2 separate regions of the Hordeum vulgare genome follow, and region 2 is linked to region 1. A link is a contact called in public Hi-C data. All regions are on one chromosome and are shown on one strand. Each heading gives the region's core, a stretch centred on a gene start, on an enhancer-like site or on the middle of the called end of the contact. The rest is flanking DNA. Distances are from core to core; before and after follow the strand shown.

Evidence for each region. Hi-C and Micro-C count contacts between places; a contact is called where the count stands out from the background.
Region 2: a Hi-C map of seedling shows a contact between it and region 1, with 3 times the contacts expected there. The contact joins two enhancer-like sites. A contact is called at or near these places in 2 of 6 Hi-C or Micro-C datasets (leaf and seedling).

The regions. Positions count from the first base shown.
Region 1 is chr1H:386,377,245-386,379,944 of MorexV3_pseudomolecules_assembly, forward strand. No RefSeq gene overlaps it. Among protein-coding and RNA genes, the nearest start is that of LOC123411734, 76 kb to the left of the region's middle. Within about 2 kb of position 1,422, at least 3 of the 3 cell types and tissues checked have open chromatin away from gene starts, as enhancers often do. A contact at or near this core is called in leaf and seedling, where this site is marked.
Region 2 is chr1H:386,897,252-386,899,951 of MorexV3_pseudomolecules_assembly, forward strand. No RefSeq gene overlaps it. Among protein-coding and RNA genes, the nearest start is that of LOC123439464, 140 kb to the right of the region's middle. Within about 2 kb of position 1,305, at least 3 of the 3 cell types and tissues checked have open chromatin away from gene starts, as enhancers often do. A contact at or near this core is called in leaf and seedling, where this site is marked.

The DNA.
Region 1 (2,700 bases), core at 172-2,671:
TACAATTTAAAACATTTTTAATACAGAAAACAAATTTGAAAGAACGAATAAATTTTTAAAGTAGAAACATTTTTTGAATCTTGAGAACTTTTTTTGAAACCAAGAACAATTTCAAAAAATTGTGCACCAATTTGGAAGCGCGGACAATTTTTAAATTGAGAACTAATTTTTAAACCAAGAACAATTTTCAAACATTTCTGGTTTTAAAGAACATTTTTTTCAAATTCAGAAGCTTTTTTGAAAATTCCAAACATTTCCTGATAATCCAGAACGTTTAAAAAAATACAGAATATTCTATTAATGAGCAAAAATCTTTTTCGAATTTGAAGAATAATTTTTGGGAATCATGAACATTTTTTCGAAAACCGAGAACATTTATAGAAAATCCAGAGCCTTTTTAAAAAACCCAGAACTTTTTCTGAAAATCCAAAAGATTGTTTTAAAAAGAAAAAAACGGTTTTACAATTTGAAGAACTTTTTGAAAATCAAAAACATTTTTTAAAAATCCAGAACATTTTCCAAAGCATAAACAAAAAATAAAAGAGAAACGGAAAAGAATAAAGAAAAAAATGGTTCCGAAAACCATTTAGAAGTTTTTTAAAACCAGAAAAACCGAGCTGGAAACCTTCAGAAAGGTTTTCAAAAACGGAGGCGTTGGAAGGCTTAAACTGGCCGGCCGGCTGCGTCGCTGCAGGGTCGTTCGCATCTGCGAAGCCCCGACAGTTGGACGTAGCGAGAGGCAACGCCTAAGCATAGGGCAAGGTCATCCTGGAACTCTTATCTAGTGCTGCAGGCAGCTGTTAACAATCCGACGCTTGCAGTCCTGCTACCATGGGCCGGCTCATTACTGTGCCGTCCAGTTTTTTTCTATTTTTTATTACGAAATGAAAAAGGAGTTTACAGATTTGAAGAAAAAAGGTTCATCCAGCTGAAAAAAAGTTCATATATTTTTAAAAAGGATCATCAATTTTGAAAAAAGTTCATCAATTTGAAAAAAAATCGTTCAAAATGTAAAGAAAGTTCATAAAATTTAGGAAAAGCTCATTAAATTTTTAAAAAGATCAATAATTTTTTAAAAGTTCATAAAAATTCAGCAAAAGTTCATGTATTTTTAAAAAAAGTTCATTTAACTGAAAAAGTAGATAATAAATCTTAAAACAGTTCATCCATTTTTTTTAAACATGTTTATGAAAATTGAAAAATATTAATCAATAATCAAAAAAGTTTATTAATCTTAGAAAATATTCTCTGAAATTTTGAAAAATGTTCATCAATATTCAAATAAGTTTATACAGCTTAGAACAAAACGTCAAATGGCGTCTAGATGGGCCGGCCCATTTACAAATGCCACAGGCGCTGGTTAAGAAAAATTGCACGTTAACTGACGCCTGTGGCACCAAATAGAAAATGGAGTACGTTCTGTACGTGTGACCTTGCCATATGGGCCATGGGCTGGGTAATTACTTCATTAGTTTGTTAGACTTGCCGTCTATTTATAATCTCATGCATGCACGTAGTCCCTAAGTTTCTAAATATAAGTCTTTGTATATATTTTACTAGAAGACTATATATAAAATAAAATAAATGAATCTATACTTTAAAGTATATATCTATATAAATTCGTATGTAGTCTCTTAATGGACGTTTAAAAAAATCATATTTAGGAACGGATGGAGTTGCTCTTACATGCACCATTGCATGTACGTATTCATTTCGTATGAGTGCACTTAGGGCCCGTTTGGTTGGAGACTAATTTTGCTAAGCCAAAGTGTGACAAGCCATTAAAGTGTGGCAAGCCACAAAATGTGGCTGAAAAAACGAACGTCAAACTTTGACAAAAGTTGGCAAAAAAATTGACTTTATAACAAATGGGCCATAGCGACAATAAAGTGTAGCAAGCCAAAGTGTGGCAAAAACCAAATATATGCCAACTAAACTGTGGCTGCCAAATTTTGGCTTGACGAAGTGTGGCTGGGAACCAAACAGACCCTTAGTCAAATTAACTCTGATGGGAAAGGAACTCTTGCCTTCATAATTATATGATAGCCTATCAAATATTTTATACATCATTATGCATCACATCATTTTACAGAAGTATTATACCAGTATTTTCTTTTAGAAATGATGCAATATAATATCTTAGCGTGCTATGAAACTTTAATTTGTGTCAGTATTAATATTTTGCCATTAATGATGGTGTGCGTGTATGAAAATCATATGTTCGGTAATTTATGGGATAATATGGCTCATTTCCTTTAATTTCGGCTCCTTTACTTTATAATGAGATGCGCAACGGAAATTCATAATGGTGTTTTTATTCGCGTATTCGGCAATTCACTAAAAAAAATCTAGAGTAATTTATTTGTTAGAATAATAACTAAGCATTGTATCTTACTTTGGTCGAAATTGATGTCAACAGATGCCCCTCGAGGTCTGAATGCGAATGTTTCTATGATTCGGTTTCAGAACTCGAAAATATATGTAGACATATTCCATCTCATATGTATGCCCCAAATATTCATTTTAGTGCGGGTGAGACACTTATTTTGCTTAAACGTCAAGCCAGATATTATCTAGCCATGTTTGCGTCTTTTTCTTATTATTTTTCTTTTTAAGTTTGTTAGTCCCTTTGTTAGATAAGGACTCAACCTTGAAAATATGTTACAAGTCACTCGCTTTCCGATATATACTTACGGTCTA
Region 2 (2,700 bases), core at 55-2,554, 520 kb after region 1:
AGGGAAAGTCTATTGCGCGGCGCTTGTAGTTAGATTTTCCCTTCTTTCTTTCTCAGTTTCCACATTTTTATTTTTTTCCTCTTCACCCTTTTCATTATTTCTTTCTTGATTTTAATTGTTTTTTTATTTTTAATTTGCTTATGTACTCATGTTTTTTGTTTGCTTTCCCTTGTTTTATTTCTTTGTGAAGTTTCTTTGTTTTTCTTTTTCTTGGCACATGTCAACTTTTATGAACACACAACATATATTTTTAGTTTAGACATGAAATATATATTTGATAAAATTTCAAAAAAATTTAAATACAGGATTTGCATTTTTGTTTTAGTGTATGGTTTTGAGCACCTTTTGTATACATGGTCAATATTTTTAAATACGCGTTGATTTTTTTATTATGACAATGCAAACAATTGCTTAACATTGTTAAAATTTCACAGACATTTTTTGGTGGCACGTAAATATTTATTTAAAATGTTAAACACATTTCTTTAGTGGCAACAAACAATTTTAGTCATATGCAAACATTTTTTACATTGCATGATAAATTTTATGTACACGATTGAACAGTTTTTAAAGTACAAAAATATTACTTTTTTCGAACATATATTTGATGTCATTTTTTCTTCAAACACATTCAATATTTATGTGTACACCAGGTATTTTTTATATACACGTTTTTCTAAAAGAACCTATACATTTCCAAATACGTGATTAAATTTTGCAAAAAAATGATTTTTATATCTATTTTTTCATACACATTTTTCTAAAAGAACCTATACATTAGAATCATTATTGGCAGATAAGTTTAAGATTTTTCCAAAACATGATTAACATTTCTATACATATATTTTAGTTTTCTATTTTTTTCATACTACAAGAGCAACAAAGTCTTTAGTCCCAAACAAGTTTTGGTAGACTCCTTTTTTTCATACACATCATATATATTTTTTGTATACACCAGGAACATTTTTTATATGCACATTATTGTTCTTTAAATATGTATTTTGTTATCTGCTATTTTTCATACACATTGTACAATTGTTATGTACGCTAGTAACATTTTCCTGAACAGATTTAATATTTTTGGAGCGCGATTAAGATTTTTATGATTTGTATGTAAAATTTGTTTTGCAATATATGTATGTATAATATTAATAAATTTAGAAAATGCAAAAAAGAAAGATAAAGTTAAAAAAAAAGGTTGAAAACAAAAGCGTTGAAGGCTTGTAGTCCGCGCTGGAGCGGCTCATTACGACGGCTGCTTGAGGCTAGACTTTCTACCGTGTCGCGGCGAGCGAGACATAGTCGCGACCTCATGTCACAGCCTGATGTGACATCCCGACCAGGACTAAATCGATCCCGTTAAGGCCCATTCGGGTGCATGCATCCTTTTCCTTTTTTGCTAATGCTGGGTGCGTGTTATCAGGTGTGGATATTGTATGGTTCCTTTTCGCAGAAAAAAGGTGTGGACATGGTCTAGTATATGTCACTGTCAGCTTTTCCTTTAGGTGATCGCTATCATCGCTAAATGATTAGAAGATATGCCAGTGTCTTGCAAGGGATGATACTTAATTTGTTCAATTTCATCAACTTACTCAAACGCATACATATCCGGATGGTATAATCAAGCAACCTCTCCTATATCTCTCTCTATCCGCACCTTAGACACATCGAATTTGAATCATGTGATCCGTCGTGATCAGCTTAATTGTTTTCCTAGAAAAGAGGATTACACGGTTCCTGCATCTTGCATTCAATCATTGTATTGATTATTCATAAAAACTTTATAAAATAGTATATCAGGTTGTCTAAAGTCGTCATCTTAACAACAATTCTCGCTAGTTCTATTTACTTAATAAAGTGGTGTTAATAGTCCGAGCCTAATATCAAACATACATAGTACGAAAGCCTAATATCTAAAATGAATGCCCCAACCAAGCCATATACTGAGTTTTGACTATAAACCGGTCCGACGCACTCTCATGTATCATCCTCGTCGTCTTTCACCAATCCATCTTCAGAGAAGAATAACGCACCGACCTTGTCGGGACTCTCTGCCATCGACGTCATCATAACATCAGACAACGTCCTTCTCCTATGCGAGTCCATCTCCGGACATCGAACGATGAGTCTCCACTACGTCATGCCGTCGGGATCCGTCGTTGTAAGATGAAACATCGCTCCATAAAAATAAATTCCACTGACTAGCTTGGTTGTAATAACATCTTATATTATAAAATGGAGATAGTATTTATCTATGCTGGAGCACACCCTACATATCAATTAGCCACTACAATCACGTTGTCTTCATGATTCAAATACTGGAAGTACGCATTTTTTTCCTAGCAAACAAAACAAACAGGACCATTAGGAGAGAAGTTGCACTCAGCCGACGTGCTCTGCTCAACTCATCCTAGCCACCATCCCCAGTTCTGTCATTTTTAATTTCTGCCCTTGGATGTCCAAGTTAAACCAACGTGCATGCTGACTAGGTTTTGCTAGCTTTCCTCTAAAGTCATTCTGTTGGCCCCGACAGCGCGAAGGATTCTTTAAGTAGTTCTGAGCAGATAAGATAACGTTGCTGCCTTAGATAAGTGGGATAAGATGTCCATTGCATCCTGCCTGAAGTAATAATTTTATAATGCCCCCAGTTTTCGCAAAAGAACAAATTTCGGTGAGCTTTATTGCGCATGGTTTGACTTG